Regions from separate parts of the Mus musculus genome. Here region 2 is linked to region 1. A link is a contact called in public HiChIP or PLAC-seq data. All regions are on one chromosome and are shown on one strand. The core of a region is the stretch at or near the end of the contact, and the rest is flanking DNA. Distances in the headings are between cores, read along the strand shown.

Region 1 (4,354 bases), core at 570-3,069:
AGGCTCAAGGGAAGGTGCAAGCTGTGCCAACCCTTGTGTACAAGCAAGGGCGCTGCCGTCATCCTTACTAGACAGTGGCCAGTAGCTAAGCCTTATGCTGTGCTTGTGTGCAAGAACCCCTTCAAGGTCACAGGCTGTCTCCCAGGTGACCTCAATCCTCAGGCCCTTTGGCGCACATGACCTTGACCGCCTGCCTCAGATTCCCAAGTAGCTGGATCTTTGGTTGCCTACACCACCAACACACTCTTTTTTTTTTTAACATCTCTACCAAGCTCTATGTCCGAGAGATACAAAAGATAAAAGAGATTCGGGCTGTGGAAGGGCCACTTTCTACCGGAGAAAACTTCACAGAAACAGAAAATCAGACACCTGTGTGGTTAGCATAGTGGGAAGCAAAGAGCAGGGAAATCCAAGCTTGAGCTGGCCCAGTCCGGAAGCCCTTATTAGAGGGCGCCATAGATCAAAGCCCCGGTGAGGAAGCTCTGTGACTCAACCCGAAGTGCTCTTTGGTTACAAATAATATAGGACCCAAATCAGGCAGTATTGAAAAAATGAAGTTAATTTATTTTCTCATATTAATCAAAGTTCAAAGGAAGGGTGGCTTGCTATAGAGGTTGATCATGCTTTCAGGGCGGGGTCCTAATTGTCTGCTCTTCCATGGCCAAGCTTGTTTCTTAGGCTGACTTCCTCATGCAAAGAAAATGGCTGCTAGCTGGCTTCAGTCACTGTAGCCAGGGAAATAGAGTGAGCACACTGGCCAGTCTGGCTTAGGTCACACCTCCACCTTTGGAGCCAGGGCAGCATGGGATGCTGCAGACGACCCTTACCTGTGCCTGTCCAGATGCAGTGGCCGAGCAGCTTGCCAAGTGCTCATAGACACCATTGCCCACGAACATGCAGCCGCCTCTGCTGAAGAAGCTCCCTGCCCTTCCAGGTGAAGATCCGTGACTGAGTGGATGCAAAACGAGCCCAGCTTTGGGCTGGCAAGGTGACTGGGCAAGTAGAAGTGCCAGCCACTAAGCCTATGAGTTTGAGTTTGGCTGAAAGCTGTACAGTGAAAGAAAAGAGACAAGTCCTCTGGGCTCCACACGGACACTGGCGTGCACACAAGTAAACAAACATGTAAATGAACAAATGTGATTTTAATATCTGTATTTAAAAAAACCAACCTTTGAAGATAAAGAAACAATAATTGAATCACCAGGCGTAGCGTGAAATATTTAAAAAACAATCCATGCTATCCAATCCAGGAAGGCGTTACAAGCCATAGTTAGACCATGGCTGCTGGGCCATGTGCACCCCACACTTCACTGCACCTAGGCGGCCCCTCCCCTTGACTGAGAGGAGCAGTTGTCATACTGCAGTAACAAACAATCCCCACACCTATCACCTTTGAACAAATATTCTGTGGACCCAGGAGAGGCCACGGGGCAGTGACCGTCCAGGTGATAGCAATGGGGTGCAGGTCCCGTGTCCTGTCTCTGCAGTCTCTGGAAGGTTCAGGCTCTACATCTAAATATGGGGATAGGAAGCCCACTAGAGGATAGAGCACCGAAAGTCAACCACGTGCCCATGCCAATGCACACCACCAAGGACTAGGTCAGGGCAGTGAGTGCTGGACATCTCCAGAAGCTCCCTGAAGAGTGCCCTCGGTGGTACGGTCCCCAATGCCCCTCACGCAGGAGGAGATGAGGGAGCCACCTGCCTCCTTCACGTGAACCAGCCTTCTGTAATTCTGCATGCCACACACAGGAGCAGTTTCCAGAAGGGGAGGAGACGGGCAATGGAAGATTAACTGCTCCCCGGGTTCCAACAGAAGGATCAGTGTTTTCAATAATACTGTGTGAGTTTAACCTCAAAGTAAATGGTTAATTCGTCTTCTATCAACAGCACTGTGATTCATAATGTAAACTTGGAGAATTCTTGATGTTTCGGGCCACATTCCTTTTAATTTGCCTCTGCATTCTTTTAAAGCCACAGTGTGCTCACTTGATAAAATGCAGCGTGCAGATGCACGGGTTTCTGCCTGGAGGCGATTTAGCCTGGCTGGTTCCGTGGACGTCTTCTTTCAAGTGTATACTCTTTCTTAAATTATTTACTGGGTAAACACACTTTGCATTTTCAAGAGGGATATTAAGACTGTTTGCTGCTGGCCTGGTGAAACATCAAGGCCCCTTACCCAGAGTTAACAGCAAGTTACTTGGGGCTGCCCCCAGAGTTCTTTTCTGGCTCACTAGCAGAGTTCCTTGACCTGGCCGGCTTTTCTGATTCCTCCCAACTCTACAAGTGTGCATTCAGTTCTGTTGCCCAGAGTGACCAGGATTGGCCAACAGCAGTGGGCAGCGGCTGTTCCCCAAGCTTCTTCAGCTAGGGTCTGCCACTGCCAGCCGTTATGTCCCCTCTCCCTTCTGGGTCAGCCCTGTCCACTCAGGCGGGTCATTTTCTGTCCCTAGAGAGACACATTTGCTGAAGCACTTCACAGTCCAAATCTAGGCTGGCGGCCTGGTCTCTGGGTGTTCTAATTCCTTCTGCCCTCTGCCCTTCATCTCAAATGTCTGGCATCCCTTTTTGTAGTAGCACTAATGTCTTCCACCACCGGCGCACACTGGCCCGGGTGGCCAGTCATTCCTCTTCCTTCTGGGAGAAGAGCCAGGGCTGCTCTCAGGAGTCACTGTAGCGTGTGGCTCCATCTTTAGGGCTCGTTTCAACTTTGACCTCCATCCTTCCCTACTCTTACATTTCGTGCCAAGGGAATTTGCCCGGATCTCTTCTGCCTTCTTCCCAGCATGGGAGGATTATACCGACCAAGGCCGTGCTCGGTCGTCACAGTCCCTGGAAAGTTAGTTCTCTGCCCCGCTCCCACGTGCCAGCCACACCTAAAGCATAATGTCCAAGCTTCAGAGATGAATTCTACACGGTCACTACAAATAGATCCATCAGAGCCGCAGGGGCGTGGTGACAAGGATGCCAGTGGACATGGCTGCACAAGCCAGGGGACTTGGGGACTCCGGTGTGCTTACTCTATTACCATGTTCCAGACTCAACTAGTGACGTCCATAGTTACCCATCCTGCCTGTCCATCGGACACTTGCGGCCCTCATCCCACACTGTGGGTGGGACACACTACCACACTGAGAGTCACACACCGTGTCAGGTCACTAGGGCAGAACCTTAAGTTTCATGCTTTGAATCTGCTTTACTGCTGAGATTCGGTTTCCTGATTTGTTTTGTAAATCTGACACGTGGGGTAAACAGAGGTTTGAACAGTGACCTCGGCATAATGGGAGCTGAGGGGACCATTCCAAAGACTTGTCTCCCTCCCAGAGAAAAGGAGAAAAACCAACTTGAATGTTAGAGGATGCCTAAGTAGGTCCAGCCAGCGTTCCTAATTAGCTTCACTTTAATAAACTGGAATCCTATTCTTATTTACTTACTGAGTGGGACAGAGACTCCTTCCTGCCTCCCTGGGTAAATATGGCCTGTTAAGTCTGAATTAGCTGTCATCACAGAAGAATTAGTGCCGGGCACAGGCTTTCTAGGGACAAGAAGAAATAAACAAGACAGCTTCTTCACAGAGCCTCCTATGATAAATGAGGACAGAGCACACCATTCATCTCTGCGAGAGGAGCGGACATGGCTACTCAGGCAGCTTTGCGGAAGACGTGTCAGCAAATGGTGATCATTTTGTAACCTGTCAGGAAGAGAGGGAACCCGTCCTGTTAGGGGCCACAAGGGAATGGACCACTCTAATGGGTAGTACCCATCCACCCATGAAGAAGGAAGGGTGGGAGGGAAGGATGCCACCAAAACGGCAACCTGGTGTCATCCTCCACTCCCAGCCACAGGGACCCTGTGAAGGTTCCTCTAAAAATGCCCAAGTGGAGGCTTGACTCAGCCCCACACGCCTCTCCCCATGGAAGACCCTGGCCAGGGTCCCATGTGCATAAGGAGGACACAGAACTCCGCATGTGCCTCTGGGTTGGTGGGATGGAGTTGCTGCAGGCTTGAAGCTGGGTGGGCAGCCGGCTAGACGGCCAGCCTCTTTGGGTTTCTATTTCCGTGCGCTCTGTAAGAGCAGCGAGCAAGCGTGGGCGAGGCTGTTTGACCCAGGTTCCCTTTGAAAGACTCAACAAAGCATTGTGGTGTGCGACCTCTTTTCTCCGAATGAGGTAACAAATTATGAAATCACTTCAGCGGAAGCGCGCTGCAGGCATCCAGAGCGCGTGTCTCCTCTGCTTGTCTTTGTGAGGTCAGCATCTGCAGGGCTGGACCGAGGGACCAGCAGCCCCTAGAGGGCCTACCCACAGTGGCTTGCCAGGCACCTTGAGGACGTTCCGTTAGCTCTCATTTCCAT
Region 2 (4,354 bases), core at 962-3,461, 78 kb before region 1:
AATGCTGTTCCCAAAATATCTCCTAATTCCACAATTGGAAATGCTCAGTTCTAAGCATGTTGGACAGGGGTGTACTGAGCCAGTACATGGTTGCCTATTTACTGTCCCCTCATTTAAAATGTGGGTCCCATGGGGGAGGTACTCTATTTCCTTCGCTGCTGTAGCCCAGTTTCTACAAGACCTTGTCTAGTGCCCAACATAAGTGTCAGCCTCCACTCAGGCCCTTTCTGGGCTACATGGCTTTTTTAACCCAGTATGTTTTATTCTAAAAGATCAACTTTAAGGAGTTATCAAGCCTATGATCTTACTGATATTCTGATTCAGGAAGAGGTGACTGCTTCCTGTAAAAGGCCACCATTTAGTTGACCTGAGAGAAGTGGCTAAGTCAGTGACAGCTCACTGCTGCAAAGACTCTGAGAGTCTGGGGGACAGTATTCGACCCAAAATGGCAAAACTATGGTGAAGGTCGTAGAGCACCTACACCCATGTGAAGACATCATAGGAGTCTCCTGGCTTGCCCAAGGGTGCCGTGCATGGTGTTCATGCTTCTGCGAGAGCCATCTGTGGTTCAGGGGTTAGAATCTTTGTACATAAACTTGAAAACAGGACAAATACATTTCCTCTATTGTAAGATCTTCTTATAACTTTAAAGTCGGTGTTAACTGCTTTTAAAAAATATTTTTGACTTGATGATGTCTAGTATTTAGGCATGGAATGATGAAGTAAGTTTAGGAATATCTAATGAGAATTGAGATACATAATTTCATACCTTCCCGTCCTGTTAATTACCAAACTATGCAATTTACAAGCTCTCTGTTTTACTGTCTCCTAATGCTTCCAACATAAGGAAAAGAGCATCAATAATTTAAACTTTAAACCATGGTGATGATGAAAACCAAGAAAACCAGTTGACCTACTTTTTTTTTTAAACTAACGGACTTTGAGGGGAAATATAGTTTTGTGGCACCGAGCTTCGAGGGTCTCCTTTGTTGAACACTTATGAACTTACAGCCCTGAGAGTACTTTAGGAAACTTGCTGGCTGAGAGGATGAGGAGAGTGGATAAACGGGAGAGAAGGCCAAAATAACAGGGGTAGGAAACCTTTAGCTCATAAAATACTGCTTTTTCCCATTTTTAGGAAGGGCATCTCTGGAGGCGCACCTCCGTCAAGCACGATAGGCAGCAGGCCCTCGCGCCTCTTTTCCTTGCCAGATATTTGTTGCAGACTGGAAGACATTTTATGATATTTATTTGATGACACACACCTGCTGGGTAGATGAAAAGCGACAGCTCCTGAGGATGACCCACTTCAAGGGCACAGTAAGCTTCTGAAGACTTTGGCAGGCTACCCTGCATCTTTGCAGTGCCTGTTGATGTCACTTGTTGCTCGTATCTGAGACCAGGGCCTTGTACACGTGTTGGAGGCAGGCTGCTAACCCCAGGGAAGAGATTTCTGAACCACTAACTACTTTGTAAGTACACCAAAGCCTGGCAAGGCAGCTGCTTTGTCAAGCAAACTGCAAACTTGTGAAGAGCTCATCTCAGCAGTCAGGATGTGCATCAACACAGGAGCGCACCAGCTGGGAGCGGACCTCCTAGGCTCCCCAGAGAGGAGATGAGTCCAAGGAGAAGGTATGGGTCCCATAAGGTCCCACTCAAGGGAAGATGCCAGGGAAGGAAGGGATGCATCGTTTTTCTAAGAGTTCACAGGGTAAAGAGAGGTTCCGGTTGGGATCAAGAAAGAGCAAGAAACATTTGAAACATGTGGGACACTCCTCCCATCCATCCTGTGCAGCCAGCCCTCTTGTCTCAGGCTTCCTTCACCCACATGAAGTCATGGCAGAGTAAAGATCTGGTAAAATGGGGAGGGGGCATCTGTCTAGTGAGAAACTTTACATGATATAAATTTTGGAGAGGCACAGCAGCAGGCATGCACAGGGGTGTTCTTAACTGTGTTGCACTTGCTGCCGTGGGATGCCTGGCCTGAGATGAAGAAGCTGGATAAAGGAGCATTAGAGCAGGGCTACGAACAGCAGCATGGAATGGCAAGGCAGGGGCTATGGGTGGGCACTCTGCACAAACCCAGTGAGGGACAGGGCCGGGCTTGCTACCCAAACACAGCTTCAAACTGTGCACTGCACTTCTTCCTGCCCTGAGCTTTGCTGTACAGAAAATCTAGAGGTTCAATGAGGGTGGGGAGAAAGTGACTCACTGCTAAAGAATGATAAACTCTGAATCATGACTGGATGAGGACGATGCTTGTTGATTCATAGGAAGTCTTGTCTGTGACTTCATGCGCATGTCTGGAAGCCTGGCTGGAAAGACATGCTGCAAGCTTGTGTTGTCTGTGACGGCCTCGCCTGCTCAAGTTCTCTCCTCTTCCTCTGTCACATACTGTACCCCAGGTCACCTTAAGTGTGCAAGCTGGAGACTCAAGACCAAATCATTCCAAATAGCTTCTTTTATTTTTCCTACGTTTGGGAGACAGAAGATGCACTCAGAGCCAAGTTTGCCTGGAGCTTTGGGCTAAGACACTAGTCATTTCAGGCAATGGAAGAGAAAGTAAAGGACGGTGTCTACTTTGACGTGAAAGGCAGAACCAATAGCAAGTTCTTACACAGTTGATTTCAAGTCGGATTGTGGGTACAGACTTCACAACTTTAAACCAGCCTATTGTGTGTGCTGTCCCTAATGGAGGCTTCCGTTTTAACACAGACACAGTGAACAAACATTGATTTCTGCAACTATTTTCCGTTGAAACTACCTGATACCTAAGTACCGGGTGGGGTGACTTCCCCCTCGCTTTCCGTGAGCTAGAAAAGACCGTAACTACTTGTAAACCCAGCTCAAGAGTTATGCATGTGAATGGTGTTGGCCAAGGTGTTGAATGCAGCCATCGTAATGATGGTGCCCTCTCACAAAGCTAAGCAAGCAGGAATAATGCTAAAATGAGGGACAGCCATTTATTTACTGTACTTGGCATTGTTCACTCTAATAATGCGTTTCAACACAGTAGAACTGCTAGATAATGCGGCTGTGGCTTTTATGCCCGTCATTGTTATTTAAATGAACAGTCGACTGCACTGTAATGAAGAAATGCATGCATTTCCCCAACTCACTTATCAACCAGGATTCCAGGAAAATGAGAATTTGTGTCTGTCTTCATTCACAGAGCAAACTGGAGGTCACTGTTTTCAATGTGAACCTTTTTTTTTTAGCTTTTCAACACTGAATAATTAGGAGTCGCTGCTTCTGAAATTACCTGTATTCACTAGAGAGAAGAAAGACTTTTATCTTCACGATGAAATACATGCTCTCATTCAGACTTGGCCATTCTTTCTCCTAATAGCATTTTACACCGTCGAGTCAATCCTAGGTAGTAAAATAAAAGAATGTCATTTCCAGAGCCACAATAGCCTTGTTTATTATTTACCTCCCTAAAATTCAGCTGCTCCTGAAAAATAATATAAATGTAAAAATGGGTTTAAAGCAATCGAACATATAAAGCAATTATCCACATAAGATGCCATTATAGACACACACATGTACTCGGCACTCTGATTTAAATTTAATTGATCCTTGAGTCTTATAGTTTAATGACTGTGTGCCTCTATTGAGTTTTTAATAGCTTTTATTGAGATATGATTTGCATACCACATACCCACCCATTTAGATGTATAGTTCCCTGGCTCTTAGCATATTTGCTTAGTCAGACAACCACCACCACCAAAGTCAATTCTGAAATATTTTCATCACCCTTAAAAGAAAATATTCCTTGTCCCTCCCATCTCCTGACAATGGCCCATCTTCCTCTGTCTCTATAGGTTTGACTGTTTTGGTCATTTCACATGCACAGAGTCAAACATCATGGGCCGTTTTGTGTCTCCCTTCTTTCACTTAGCATAATGAATTCAAGGGCCATCCATGGTGAGGCGTGTGTTAATACCAAGTGTCTTTTGGTTGGCCAGTAGCCTTCTCCTATACTGTGCATGTGCGTATATACATACTTTACCAGTATACTCACAAGCTTTATTCATCTGCTTATCTGCCAAGATGTGAACTTCTGGGTTGTCTCCGCCTGTTGCCTATAATGAATAATGTTGTTGAAAAGCTTTTCTTGTGAATGTATGTTTGCATTTCCCCTTTCTGTGTACCTAAGAATAGAATCCTAAGTGATAACGGTACCTCCTCTGCTTGACTTTTGAGGAAATGCCAGCTGTGTGCTGAGGGGAGTGTTGTGGTTCACGGCCCAGCAGCTGTGTGTTGGGCTCTGACTTCCTGACTTCCTTCCCACCACTTGTTATTGTCTGTCTTTCTGTTAGGGTTGCTTGGCACAGATGGGGAAGCCTCGTGG

What was found. HiChIP or PLAC-seq counts read pairs in DNA pulled down with a chosen protein or histone mark.
Region 2: a contact with region 1 is called in an HNF4G HiChIP or PLAC-seq map of pancreatic cancer cells. The contact joins two enhancer-like sites. A contact is called at or near these places in 7 of 484 Hi-C or Micro-C datasets (MC3T3-E1-derived osteoblasts, bone marrow-derived dendritic cells, brown adipocytes and 4 more) and 5 of 115 datasets of contacts at active chromatin or transcription factors (the 230-238 cell line, astrocytes, extraembryonic endoderm stem cells and 2 more).

What each region holds. Positions count from the first base shown.
Region 1 is chr19:55,618,847-55,623,200 of GRCm38.p6, forward strand. All of the region lies in intron 7 of Vti1a (vesicle transport through interaction with t-SNAREs 1A), which reads left to right. Among named protein-coding and RNA genes, the nearest start is that of Gm41871, 80 kb to the right of the region's middle. Within about 2 kb of position 1,820, at least 40 of the 459 cell types and tissues checked have an H3K27ac peak or open chromatin away from gene starts, as enhancers often do. A contact at or near this core is called in muscle stem cells and pancreatic cancer cells, where this site is marked.
Region 2 is chr19:55,540,435-55,544,788 of GRCm38.p6, forward strand. All of the region lies in intron 7 of Vti1a (vesicle transport through interaction with t-SNAREs 1A), which reads left to right. Among named protein-coding and RNA genes, the nearest start is that of Gm41871, 160 kb to the right of the region's middle. Within about 2 kb of position 2,212, at least 99 of the 459 cell types and tissues checked have an H3K27ac peak or open chromatin away from gene starts, as enhancers often do. A contact at or near this core is called in muscle stem cells and pancreatic cancer cells, where this site is marked.